Regions from separate parts of the Mus musculus genome. Here all the other regions are linked to region 4. A link is a contact called in public HiChIP or PLAC-seq and promoter capture Hi-C data. All regions are on one chromosome and are shown on one strand. The core of a region is the stretch at or near the end of the contact, and the rest is flanking DNA. Distances in the headings are between cores, read along the strand shown.

Region 1 (2,700 bases), core at 44-2,543, 870 kb after region 4:
TCTACAGTGTTAATCCAGTATAGAGTTTCTTTCCCTATTGAAAGAGATCAGCTTGGTTCTAAGCTTTAGCACAGAAAGCCATCTCTTCCAACTTTCTTCTCCAGCATTTCCTTCACACAGCTCCTTCTCCCCATTCTTACTGAAGATCACTATTCCAGAATAAACCACACTGCAACTTGAGACTACACTTGTTATCTCTGTCTGTAATTCTTTCCTTCCCTTTTCCTTTGCTAAGACAAAGCTCGAAATAATCTCAAAAAAACTCTCCAAATAATTAAAATGTTCATCAATTCCTCATTCACACAATTCTCTTAGACATTGGTCATTTTTTCATTAATCTGATGAGAGAAGGCACGTCTAAGTCTGAAACCCATCTGAGGTTGGCTATGAATAAAAAAATAATAATCTTAAAGCCGTAAGAACACACACATGGAGGATAGTGGGGCAAATGAGAAACGAGATTAAACATCAAACATACACATGGCGAAAACAGATTCTCACAAATTGTTCTCCGATATCCACACGTACATAAAATCAGTTATAAACATAAATTCGGCCAGGCGGTGGTGGCGCACCCCTTTATTCCCAGCACTTGGGAGGCAGAGGCAGGCGGATTTCTGACTTTGAGGCCAGCCTGGTCTACAAAGTGAGTTCCAGGACAGCCAGGGCTATACAGAGAAACCCTGTCTCGAAAGAAAAAAAAAAAAAACATAAATTCGGATACTGTGAATGAGCTCTTTATATCGCTATACATAAACCGTTTATAACACTCTTAACTACTGTCTTAAAATGCAAACAAAACAGCATTGTTGCCCGGTAGGAATGGGAGTTGTAGAGGCAGGACTAAAGTCAGAACAGAAGGGCTGCGGGCCGATGCACCTCGTGGGTGGCTGTGACCCTGGGCAGGGGAGACCTGCACTTGCCCCAGGGCAGAGGTGGGTGGATCCACAAAGCGGTATTAGTTAAGGCCCTCAGGAAAATGAGAAACCGGGAGACGTGGACAACGCCACCCAGAGCGAGTTGAGAACGCGCTGGAGCACTCCGATCCTGGGGCAGCACCGGGGGCCCACCACCGCCCCACGCAGCCACTCCGAGTCCCGGCTTCTCCCGGGTCCGAGCTTGTACTCCCCGGCCGCCCGACCAGAGCCTCCCGGAGAACCTAAGGGGCCGCTCACCATGGCGATGTCTTGGCCACCGAGGCCGGGCGATGTCCCGATGCGACAATTTCACAGAGGGCAGCGCAGCCGCTCTCAAGTCCGCTTCTTCCCTAACACACGTGGGCCCCGGGGGAAACAAATAGGGGCGGACAGGAAGGGGAGGAGCTGGTGCTTTCTCTAAAGCGTCCCTAGAAACTGAGACGTAATGTTTTTCCGCCCGCCTTGTTTTACAGCCCGGGAGCCACACAAAGGCGGGGAGAGTAGAGAGAGAGAGAGAGTCGAGCTCAGAGAACAGAAGTCTGTCTGTCTTCTGTTTCTGACTGAAAGGCCGGCCTTGAGTATCGGCCAGAAGGCAGCTCTCCATGGGCGAGCAACTTGTTAGGAGATAGCATTACCTCACCTAGAGGTGCCCATCTCCCAGAATGGTGTAAATTCAGCCTTCACTTTTCCTTTGATTTTCTCTACCATTTTCTTTCTATATCTAAAGCCTGTCTCTCCGGCCTTGTTATTCCGTTTTTGAACAGCATGGTAAAATTTGATAGAAAGTCTTACGTAGTAATTATTAATCAAATGCCTAGTACATGCTACGCATTGAAGGTACTTTGACAGTTTCCCTACTTTCTTTTTTGTATAATTTCTATCTGTAGTGGGACATAAAGAAGTTAGTATTTCAAATACTATTATAATATAAATTATTACCATAGACTAAGTGGATTTAACATACACAAAAAAGGGGAGGAGATGAAGGATCAGGAGGAGAAGGGATGGGAGAAGAGGAGATGTATGGGGGAGTGTTAGGAGAGGGATATGGGAGAAAGGGGGGGCGAGGAAGAGGATGACAATGAATGGATTCCTTGGACCCTATCAGACAACTCTGAAATAAAACTAGAATCCAACAGCAAGAGAAACTACAGGACTTAAAACAAATACTTGGACACGTAATGGTACAATTTTAAATGTACAGTGGGTCACTGAAGAAATCAAGGAGAAAATTCTTAGAAACAAATGAAAATCATAGGCACTCTACGAGCTAGCTAAAGCATCCTAACAGGAAAGTGAGTATTTACAATAAAGCAAAATGAGAGTTTCCAAGTGAAGTAATAATTCATCTTAAGGTTCTAGAAATAAGAAGTCACTCCCAAACCCAATCACTGGATAAATAAATAAATTCATCAATCGATCACTATTAAAGCGGGACCTAATGAAATAGAGACCAAAAAAACCCTCAATACATAGGAATAGCTAAAGCAATCGTTTTTGTTAAAGGACAACTGTTAGTATTTTGTCTAAGCTCCACAACACAGTTATCTGGCAACAGCCAGGTAGGTTCTGCCCCCCCAGTTACCTGGCGTGGTCCCTCAGGGGGAAGGGCTGTGGGCCCACGGAGGCATCCCCTTCCCCATGCCTGACTACACCTCCACAGAATATATCCCCCCTTTATCTTTTTATAAACACATCAATAACAAGACTGATTAAACCCCTAGCCAAACTAGCAAAAGAAATCCCAAATTAATAAAAGTAAAGGTGAAAGCAGGAATTGTAA
Region 2 (2,700 bases), core at 130-2,629, 890 kb after region 4:
ATGCTGACCTAAAAGCTCCTGGTTGATCTTGTTGCTCTGATAGATCCTTCTAAATTGGGGAAATAAAATGATTTCTCATCGATTTGTTTTATTTATTAAACTAAATGATATTTATGGTCATATTGGGTAATTTTCCATTATTAAGTGATGATGCGTCCTTCATACTTCAACGATCATTGATTATACACTTTAAAATACATTTTAAAATATTAAACCACTTAAAAATAATTAATAACTCATATATGTATATGTATTTCCAAATGTCTTAAAATATCAGATTAATTTATAAAACTTTTACAAATAATGTAGGAAGTGTTATTCTCTATGTACTACTAAAAAACCCATACATTCTCACAGAATGACAGGAGAAACATTCATTGTCTTGGGTATTAAATTCCCAAGACCAATTTCTTTGCTTAACATAACTGACCTTTACAAATGTCAAAAACTTAATACCTTAGAAAATGTTGTGCCACAATTTAAATGAGTGAAAGAGTTTGGGAATTTGAAAGACATGCTAAGTAGTTCTTATTTCTCTCATTTCCTCCCCGTGGGAGCTCTGCCTCACAGTTCAGTTTTATGCTAATGTGCTTTTACCAGGTATGTGAATTGGATTTCTTCAGCCAAAATAAGGGGCGAGCTTCCAGGAGCGTTCCTTAACTGCTGTCTTGACAGCTCCCCGCGGATTGTTACTAGAAGCTGAGATTATTCCCCCCCTAGTGTTTATATTCTTTAAGTCCTGAGGTCTTTTAATTTTTCTACTTTCATTTACGTAAAGAACTTGTCCAACTTCAACAGTCCTTCATCAAATCTTAGAATCTTTTCTGTCATACTCATTTTATTTGTATTAATACATGCCCTTTAAAATTGAGACACCAGGGCCGGAGAGACGGTTTGGCTGCTCTTCCAGGGGACCTGGATTCCAGCTCCAATAGTCAAACTGCAGCTCACAACCATCTATAAATTTAGCTCAAGGGGATTGAAGGCCTCCCACACAAGTGGTGAATAAACATACAAGAAAAAAAAAACCATATATGTACAAAAAATAAAATGGAAGAATTTTTAAAACTTGAAGTGTTAGTAGGTAAAAGGGCACAATAGTACCTAAAATATTTTTCCTAAGGCATGATATATGGTTAGGAGAACATCTACCCCAGTTTGAACTTCTGCCTCAAGGAGATGTAAAGCAACATTTAATTATTTTTAATAATGTTGAGCCTGAAAGTGAAAAAGTAAACATCAAAATTCCTGAGGCTGGGGGCTGGGACATTGGGACACTGCAAAACAAAGCGGTTGTGTGTGCGCACGCGCGCGCGGCTTAAGACCAGGGGCGCATGCGCAGACTTTCCTCAACGGTCGCCTGGCAGGTTAAAGGTCACTGAGGAAGCTGAGCTTCTTGCTCTTCGTACGGCAGCCGAGCTGCCTGCAGCCATGGCCTTGGCCAGAGATGCCAAGCTGGAGTCGGACACCTTTCAGGTGCTTCAGGACGTGGCCAATCGCCTGCGAATCCACTCAATCAGGGCCACGTGTGCCTGCAGCTCCGGACATCCCACGTCGTGCTGTAGTGTGGCAGAGATCATGGCTGTGCTCTTCTTCCATACCATGAGGTACAAACAGGCAGACCCAGAACACCCGGACAATGACCGCTTTGTCCTCTCCAAGGGCCACGCCGCGCCCATCCTCTATGCGGTTTGGGTGGAGGTGGGCCGTATCTGTGAATCGGACTTGCTGAACTTGCGAAAAATTCACTGCGACCTGGAGGGTCATCCCACCCCACGACTGTCGTTTGTTGATGTGGCAACAGGGTCCCTTGGGCAAGGACTGGGTGCTGCCTGTGGAATGGCTTACACCGGCAAATACTTTGACAAGGCCAGCTACCGCGTGTTCTGCCTCATGGGGGATGGTGAGTCCTCGGAAGGTTCTGTCTGGGAGGCCTTGGCCTTTGCTTCCCACTACAACTTGGACAATCTCGTGGCAATCTTTGACGTGAACCGCTTGGGACAAAGCGGCACAGCACCCCTAGAGCACTGTACAGCCGTTTATGAGAAGCGCTGCCAAGCGTTTGGGTGGAATACTTACGTGGTGGATGGTCATGATGTTGAAGCTCTCTGCCAGGCCTTTTGGAAAGCAGCTCAAGTCAAGAATAAGCCTACTGCCCTGATTGCCAAGACCTTCAAGGGTAGAGGTATTCCAAATGTCGAGGATGCGGAAAATTGGCATGGAAAGCCTATGCCAAAAGACAGAGCTGATGGGATTGTCAAATTAATTGAGAATCGGATACAGACAAACCGAAATCTCACACCGAAACCCCCCATTGAAGACTCGCCCAGGATCAGCATGTCCAATACAAAAATGACCTCTCTGCCTGTCTACAAACTGGGAGACATGATAGCTACTCGTGAAGCATACGGCTTGGCTCTGGCTAAATTGGGCCAATCTAACCAAAGAGTTATCGTTCTAGATGGCGACACAAAAAACTCTACCTTTTCAGAAGTATTCAAGAAAGAGCACCCTGAGCGTTTCATAGAGTGCTTTATCGCTGAGCAAAACATGGTAAGTGTGGCCCTGGGGTGTGCCACACGAGGACGAACTATTGCTTTCGTTAGTACCTTTGCTGCCTTCCTGACCCGAGCCTTTGATCAGATCCGAATGGGAGCCATCTCTCAAACCAACATCAACTTCGTTGGTTCCCACTGCGGG
Region 3 (2,700 bases), core at 151-2,650, 590 kb after region 4:
GTAACAGGATCCATAGACCTACCAGTGCAAGGAATGTGTAACTGTCTAATGAAGAATGAGGCTGGGGGTGGAATTTTCTCTAGAGCCTTCAGGTGAACCAACTGGCCTATCTTGGTCATTCCTGTGTCTATCATAGACACCAAACACTGCCTTAATAAGGAATCTTTTAATACTGTAAATGAAATGTAGAAATAGTTGTCTAGACACTGACAATGAATGTACTCTAAGCCAATCCTTGTCTCTTTTCAGGGATTTCTTCCATTAAATTATTTCCTGTCAGCCTCTCCTCACTGCCCAGTTGATATTATTGATATCATAACACCATTGCAAAGTCTTCTAAAGACTTCTTTCTATGCAGATAACTTATGTACAAGGTTTAGATTGGTCATTTGAACCTATGAAATTATTCACATCAAGGTTTATGTGGCAAATGTGGATTGTGAATCTGTGGATCTGAATTAAAACCCAGATTCTAACAAAGCTCTAGGTGATGCCTTTCTACTGGATCTCAGGTCACATGTGCACATCTAATTCACATATTCTAACTGGGATGTGTAGGTGCATGTCTAGCCCTACTGCAATGTGTGCTCAATGGTATGAGTGTCGGGGACCAGCTGTGGTTCTGAATCCTCCATTTCCTCCTGCAGGGTGTCCAGAAGCTGAAAGGAGGAAGCAGAGTCCTGAATAGGTGGGGTCTGCAGGAGTCTTCTTTTTGTTGCTTATAACCCAATGTAGTTGTAATAGCCAGGGTTTCACAGTTAAACAGAATAATTAACTATATACAATTATATATAATTGTATCTACAAGGCAATCTACTAGATTGGTTTAGGGCAGTCAGAAGCTGAATGGTCTCTCTATGTCCGACTGCAGACTAGAGAACCAGGGAGCTTCTGTTCTTGATCTAGAAGCCCAAGAACAAGGCCAATAGTGAAGTCCCAGTCTGAGACCCTGGGGAGCTACTGACGCAAGTCTATCATTGAAGGCTGAAGAAGTTAGGGAACCAAGAAAAAGCACACTCACTAGCAGAAGGCTAAGCATCTGCGCCAGCTTCTCCCTTCTGCTTTCTCATTGCCCCCAAGTCCCAGCCCCTTGGATGGTGCTGCCTGTATTCACAGCAGGGCTTCATATCTTAGTTTTTAACCACATGTCACTTCTCCCTAGAGACACTCAGACTCTCGATCGTAAGTGTGCTTTTCCAGTCTGCCATTGAGAATGTATATTGCTGGAGCAGTCTGAATAGATTAAGGCAGCATTTTGGTTGGATTTTCATATTACTTGAAAGCTTGTTTCTCCCCCTTCAGAATTACTGTCATTTAGGAACAGCTAGCAAGGCAGTGTGAGGCTTCTCTCTGCTTTGCAGAATGTTTCGTGGTAGCTTTGCTCGCTGGGTGCCAGTAGCACCCTCCTCCCTATTTGTGACAAGTAAAAATATCTCCAAACATTGCCAAATGAAAATGAAATCATGACTGGTTGAGAACTGTGTCTCTAAAGTTTAGTACTAAATTGGGCTTAATTGGGATAGGAATCGTACAAACTGTAAATGTTAAGACAGGATTCAGCAAAGTTCTCTCTCTGTACGAGTACCTTGGGATAATGTTCTATATGCATAAAAAAGCACAAAGTTATAGCATAACTCAATGTGCTTAATTAAACAGATCTAAGTAGGAACTAGGTGTGGTGGTGTACATCTGTCATCCCAGAACTTGGGAGTTGGAGACAGAAAGGAAAGGTCATCTCCAGCTACTTTCAGAACCTAAGGCAAGAGCAAGCTGTACCAGTCACTATATTAAAATATAAACCTGAGTAGGGATTTTTACTTCAAATCATTTTATATCTTAGGATTATTGCTTACTTAAATATTAACTTTGCAATAGTGTATGTTCAATCTCTTAATGCCCTAGTTAACACTCTTGTCTTCATGAGACAGTGTTCTGTCTTAAATACCATCCCTATCTGATAGAAGCTCCAAAGAAAAAGATCTGTATTCTTCATCTTCTAATATTACTACTGAACACTGGACTGCCCTTTTTATTTTTTTAAGTCTTCTCAATTTTCCAACTAATTTACTAGTTCTGTGTTTGGAGCTAGCATCCAGCACTCCTCTGAACTGAAATGCCCAGGTAATTTGTCAAGTCAGTCTAAAAGTAGACACTTGTCTGTGGATAGCTTCTTTCTTCTTTTTTTTAATATTTTTTATTACATATTTTCCTCAACTGCATTTCCAATGTTATCCCAAAAGTCCCCATACCCTCCGCCCCACTCCCCTATCCACACATTCCCACTTTTTGGCCCTGGCATTCCCCTGCACTGGGGCATATAAAGTTTGCATGTCCAATGGTCCTCTCTTTCCAGTGATGGCCAACTAGGCCATCTTTTGATACATATGCAGCTAGAGTCAAGAGCTCCAGGGTACTGGTTAATTCATAATGTTGTTGCACCTATAGGGTTGCAGATCTCTTTATCTCTTGGATACTTTCTCTAGCTCCTCCACTGGGGCCCTGTGATCAATCCAATAGCTGACTGTGAGCATCCACTTATGTGTTTGCTAGGCCCCTGCCTAGTCTCACAAGAGGCAGCTATATCACAGTCCTTTCAGCAAATGCTTGCTAGTGTATGCAATGGTGTCATCGTTTGGAGGCTAATTATGGGATGGATCTCTAGATATGGCAGTCTCTAGATGGTCCATTCTTTTGTCTCAG
Region 4 (2,700 bases), core at 86-2,585:
GCTTGCTGCTGTTCTCCAATGTCTTCCTGGGGTTAGAAGTGGCAAGTTATCCTGCAAAAGTCAAGAGACTCCTTGAAGCATAGATAGCTGAGGAAAAAAAAAAACTCAGATGTTAGAGTCTTGCATTTTTTTGTTTTATTGGGAGTTATTAATTTTACATATGTGTGTGCATCTGAATGCTTATTTATGAATCAAATGTGCAGGTGCCTACAGATTCCAAGAGAGGGCATTGTATCCCTGGGAACTGGTGTGGTGAAGGACAGTAAGCCTCCCAATGTGGTTACTAGGAATCTGAACCCAGAACCCACACAAGAGCAGTCAGTGCTCTTAACCACCCAGCATCTCTCTAGCACCAAGGGGTCTGATATTTAACAGCAAGAGTTTCTGATACATGTGTGTTCTAGATTCACGTAAGCATATGGCTCAGATTGTAGGTTGTGCTTGTATATTAATACTGATGGAGCTTTGAAAGTATTAAGGCTACTTGGCCAATTTGATGCCCGTAATATAACTCCTACGAATGTTATAAAGAACATTAAACAACAACATCACACCTTTGTTAAACACTATGTGACTTGTGTCCCTCCTAGATGGCAACCCTTGGGGAAGCCAAGAGAGGCTGCCCTAGGATGTTCCCTAGTCCCTAGAGTACCTTCTAGTCTTTGGTGATTGCATGGAAGGGGAGTATTACCAAGGTAGCCCGAAATTCTGCTGGTGCCTTCCAATCCCAGAGGAGTGGTCTTCCAGTGTTCCTGTCTTAGATCATCCACCCTTCATCACCTCTTAACTTTTGCTGCGCATCACCAAGGCAGGAACTGACAGGAGGAACTTTCTGCTAAGACCAGGCTCCAGTGTTCCAGGAGGTTGTCTTCATTCTCTTGCCTGTAGCACAGGGATCATCACAGAACCTCAGCTCCCGAGAAGCCAAGAGAAGGATATCAGCAACAAAAACGACAAGAAAACTTTCTCCTTACCCTTACCTTTCACCACTAATTTAGATATTGATTTAAAAGTCACCAGAACAGAAAATACTGTTTTATCTAGGCTCTGCCTCCACCATGTGCATCCCACTCTTCCCTTTTCTGAAGTCTCTACTCTGTCCTGTCCTTGACTCCAGCTAAACAGGTTCTTGTTAGGTTCTAGGAATAAGTAAAGACTCCGTTGTGTCTTCTTCCTGCTCTGCTTTTCCCCATGTGAGTGCTGGATTATTCCAGTTTTTGAGCATGGCAGATTTCCACTGGATGACATCATGGGAGCCCAGTGAGTGCCGCTGGTGGAGGGGGACAGAGAAGGGGAGGAGGCTCAGAGGAGGAAAGAGGGCTGGGGAGCCGAGCCAGAGCCAGGCTGCCTGCCACCGGGCTGCACGTTTGTGAGCTGAGGAGTGCACCGCCAGCCACTGACAAAGGATGGGAGGATGCCACTGCCCTGGGATGCCGGCTGCGCGCAGCCTGCCGGCCTGAGCTACTTTACCCTCCCCGGTGAGTGATTGTAAAGACCATTTGATCAGCCTTGGGCAGAGTCCTCTTTGGCTTGTGGTCCTGGGAGGCTTGTCCGTGCTCCAGAGCACAAGACCTGGCACAACAGTAGCTTGGAGCCCAGGCGGCAGGTGACTTTGCCCAGGTGGGTTCAGCACAGGAGGTCCCGATTCCCTGCTTAAATTGGTACCCAAGCCGCTAGAAGCAGGCTTCTCTGCTAGGCTTCCCCAGCGGGGTGCTGTCCTGGTAGCTCCCCTTTGGTGGATTACAAGTCAGCGCTGTTTACACCCGCAGCCGCACCCCTCTGAAAGCAATTCCTTTCAGTGACTTCCTTTAGGGTGGATTGGAGAGAGAAAGAGAGTACCAGTTACCCAGGGAAGGGCGCGCACCAGGAAAGACCAAGTGCAGCCTTTGTCTTGTGTTTAAAGCGGATGCGCTCAAACCTGAATCAGACTCTCAGCAACTGTTGGGTTTAGTACTGGTTCCCCAGCCCAGCGCTGCTGGGTGAGAGATGTCACTGTTTTCCTGCTGAAGGAAGTGGAGAGCTGGGACTTTAGACTCTGGAAGGGTCCTGCGCTCACATGGTGAGTGTCGCAGTTATCCAGGTGTGGAACTGGCTTCTGGCGCACAAGGAAGTGAAGTAGATGGCGAATACAGAGAGATGCCCAAGTTTTATACCAAGTGGTGCAAAGGGAAACAGGAAACTTAACAGAGAATGGCTCTGTAGATCTTTTGTCCTTTCTGATGCGCTTCTTTGGGGTATTGTTGTGGAGAGTGAATGGAAGCCGAGCTATGTCCAGTGAGAATTTTAAAAGCTCCAGGTTTTCGTGGCACTTTCTTTTGTTACTATGGAAAAGATTTGCTGGATAAATAGGTTATACATCACTATCTTTACCGTGGTGCACCTTGTGGACTTGAAGCAATTCAGAAACTGCTCAAGTGCCTTAGTTGAGAGTAGCACCCTGTGCGTCAACATACCAATACCCAAGCTCGCTGGCTTCTTGCCCTGGGGACACATGCTTTATCTATGATTTTCTGCTGTTTGGGAAGAGTCCAATTTTCATATCGCAAGAAAATGGTGATATTCATATGAACACGTGTGTTTTTTTTCTGTCAGCCTCCCACTAACCACCTTGTGATGAATATGAAAACCAATAAAATCTTGATACTTTGGGTACACTTGCAAAAGAAGGAGTTTCAAAGCTCTGTTGTTGGACAGATTAAA
Region 5 (2,700 bases), core at 68-2,567, 670 kb before region 4:
TTGCCTTCCAATTCCTCTTCAACCACAGACCTTGAGGACTCTTCCTCAAATCTCTCTTCATTCTTCATGAGATATCTCGTGTAACCCAGGCTTGCCTCTAACGCACTATAAAGCAAAGCCTGGCTTTGATATCACGATTCTCTTGTCTCCTCTAAGACCTGGGACTACAGGTGTGTGCCACCACACCCACTTCCCCAGTTGGATTCTGTGTGTGTGTGTGTGTGTGTGTGTGTGTGTGTGTGTGTGTGTTTAAAACTTGGCCTGCAGAGATGGCTCAGTGCTTAAATGCACTAACCACTCTTCCAAAAAAAACCTGGGTTTGATTCCCAGAACCACTGTCTAACTCCAGTGTCTCATCTGGCCTCCCTGGGCAATAGGCACACACACAGTGCATAGCCACACATGCAAATAAAACACTGAAATGCATAAAATAAAAGCATTTTAAAAATACTTTGTATATAAAACAAAACAACTCATCCGTTGCGATGATGCACACTAGCGATGCCAGATTTCACTGTGTGAAGGCAAGTGGATCAGGAACTGAAGGCCCGTTTCAGTGCACATCAATTTCTAGGTCAGTGTGAGCTACTTGAGACTTTGTTTTAATTTTTACAAAAATGAGGACTGGGCAATGAATGGCTTTTGCTGTCAAGTCCAGGATTCACATAGTGGAAGAACTGACTTAATCTTGGGTCAAGTGTGGCGGCTCATCCGAGCATTCCACTAGGCAACAAAGACAGGCGAATCTCCGAGGGTTCAGTCTGGTCTACATAGTGAGTTCCGGAACACGTAGCGCTATGTAGAGAAACCCTGTCTCATAAAAACAAAACTGAAACCAAAAATAATCAAAGGACAGAAAAAGAAGAGATGGGGAAGGGGAAAACAGAAACAGAATACCTTAAAAAAAAAAAAAAACTACAGAAATTTCCTGTGGAGACATCTGTAAATCGTGTTATAGAAATTGGAATCTATTCTAATTAAGTCCCTCTACAGGTGGAATTGCGATTTTTACTGCGTCTTTTTCCAAACAGAGCTATCTATATTGTTGCAAACAAAAATTGCGCCAACAGAAATAAGTTAATATTCTAAAGAGAAGTAGTTTACTTGGTTTAAATGGTTGCTCGAGAAATTCATCCTTTAATTTCCAAATCTCTGATAAATGGATGAAGCAACAGTTTAGGGGAAACCCCAAAACAACCGCCTGGGCTACACTGCAGCTCAAAGCTGGAGTCTGCAGGGGGGGCCACGCCCCTGGCTGCTGATCGGCTGATCTAGGTGGAGGGGCGTGGCCTTCGGCGGCCGGGGCGGGGCGAGCGCAGAGTGGGTGTGTCCGAGGCGGGGCGCGCAGGTCCTAGTAGGTGCGACTGTCCCGGGCCGTCGGCGCCCGGGCGCTGGTGGAGAGGTCAGGCTGGCGGGGCATCGGCCCGCGACGGCGGGTCATGGCGGCGGCCGGCCGGCTGGAGGACGTGAGTGAGGCGCCGAGCCCTGTCCCCGCCATTCGGCTTCCTGTGCTGGGCTCAGGGGGCGGAGACTGCGGGCTAGGAGCTAACCAGAGCCGCAGCGGCTCGACCATCGGGGACGCAGGGTGCGGGGTGACGCGACGGGCGGGGACCGCGGACCCCGGGAACGTCTTCCTGAACGATCGGAGGGACACGGCAGGGTGGGCGTGCGGGACCCTTCACTCGGCGGCTCACGTGCAGTGCGCGTCTTTGGTTCCGGAAATGGGAGCTTCACGTGATGCGAGCTGGCTTGATCTGTCCTTCCTGGGAGAGACTGACAGGCGGGCTTGCAAGCCCGGGTGACCCGGCTTCTGTGGGCCCTCCTGCGTTGGTCGGAGAGCACCCGGAACTTGGAGTGACTCTAACCTCCAGCATCCCTCGGGCGGACTTGTAGCTCTCATCTCCCGGAAACGCAGATTGGCGCATAACAGTTATCATGTGCTGTTTTGAATGTAGGCATGATAGGAACAGTGCTTGGTTGCTTTAAAAAAAAAAAGTATTCGGTTGCCCAGTTCATGATGTAGCCATTATAGAATAATACAGTTGCAAAAATCTTGAGTTTGCAAGCTCATTAAGACACTGATTTATTTGAAATTGGGTGTGGGGCGGGGGAAACACTTTGGGAGGAAACATGCGTTTGTTTCCAGAACAAACTGTTTTGTCCAGTGGCATAATACAATTCCTGCCCTTGAGAAATGCAAGGCTGACATTATCTTAGCACAGTGACCTGAGCTAATAACTAATAAAAACATTATCATGGTCTTAGTATAAAAGTACATCAAAATAATAATAATAATAATGATAATAATAATAATAATTAATAATAGCAAGGTTCCAGAACTGTAAGGGCTTAGATTCTTGTGTGTTTGGGTCCTGCAGTCATTTATTTATTTATTTGTTTATTTAAGACTTGCTATGTAGCCCTAGCTGGCCTGGTACTCATTATATAGCCTAACCTGGCCTCAGATTTGCCTATCTTCCCTGACTCAACCCATTTTAATGCTAGGATGATGTAGCTAGTTACATTTTCTTGATGAAATATGTTTCTAACAGCAGGACTAATCTAGTTATTTTTCAACTGAGAAAATGGGAAAGCAACTACTACTTGGAAACTTAATACTTAGGCCTCTCATGGAGGGCAGTCTTGTAGCTGCCCTAACCAGACTAATCCTGGCACTATGTCATGCCATATGGCCACCTC

What was found. Promoter capture Hi-C pulls out the DNA fragments that hold promoters and counts their contacts. HiChIP or PLAC-seq counts read pairs in DNA pulled down with a chosen protein or histone mark.
Region 1: a contact with region 4 is called in an H3K27ac HiChIP or PLAC-seq map of embryonic stem cells, with 4 times the contacts expected there. The contact joins the promoter of Tma16 here to the promoter of Marchf1 in region 4. A contact is called at or near these places in 3 of 39 promoter capture datasets (cranial neural crest, hippocampal neurons and stem cell-derived epiblast-like cells), 1 of 484 Hi-C or Micro-C datasets (cortical neurons) and 4 of 115 datasets of contacts at active chromatin or transcription factors (astrocytes, embryonic forebrain and embryonic stem cells).
Region 2: a contact with region 4 is called in a promoter capture Hi-C map of embryonic stem cells, with 3 times the contacts expected there. The contact joins the promoter of Tktl2 here to the promoter of Marchf1 in region 4.
Region 3: a contact with region 4 is called in a promoter capture Hi-C map of hippocampal neurons, with 7 times the contacts expected there. The contact joins the enhancer-like site here to the promoter of Marchf1 in region 4. A contact is called at or near these places in 2 of 39 promoter capture datasets (embryonic stem cells and hippocampal neurons), 1 of 115 datasets of contacts at active chromatin or transcription factors (forebrain) and 1 of 9 other capture datasets (liver).
Region 5: a contact with region 4 is called in an H3K27ac HiChIP or PLAC-seq map of embryonic stem cells, with 2.9 times the contacts expected there. The contact joins the promoter of Tmem192 here to the promoter of Marchf1 in region 4.

The regions. Positions count from the first base shown.
Region 1 is chr8:66,485,237-66,487,936 of GRCm38.p6, forward strand. Tma16 (translation machinery associated 16) reads right to left here and starts at 1,294. Exons shown (of 7, transcript NM_025465.3): 1 at 1,176-1,294. The coding sequence starts at 1,178.
Region 2 is chr8:66,510,361-66,513,060 of GRCm38.p6, forward strand. It overlaps Tktl2 (transketolase-like 2), which reads left to right and starts at 1,380. Exons shown (of 2, transcript NM_001271574.1): 1 at 1,380-2,700. The coding sequence starts at 1,432.
Region 3 is chr8:66,202,876-66,205,575 of GRCm38.p6, forward strand. All of the region lies in intron 4 of Marchf1 (membrane associated ring-CH-type finger 1), which reads left to right. Among named protein-coding and RNA genes, the nearest start is that of Gm24205, 200 kb to the left of the region's middle. Within about 2 kb of position 1,401, at least 12 of the 459 cell types and tissues checked have an H3K27ac peak or open chromatin away from gene starts, as enhancers often do. A contact at or near this core is called in hippocampal neurons, where this site is marked.
Region 4 is chr8:65,616,705-65,619,404 of GRCm38.p6, forward strand. It overlaps Marchf1 (membrane associated ring-CH-type finger 1), which reads left to right and starts at 1,336. Exons shown (of 9, transcript NM_001293784.1): 1 at 1,336-1,478.
Region 5 is chr8:64,945,868-64,948,567 of GRCm38.p6, forward strand. Tmem192 (transmembrane protein 192) reads left to right here and starts at 1,318. Exons shown (of 6, transcript NM_028427.3): 1 at 1,318-1,466. The coding sequence starts at 1,440.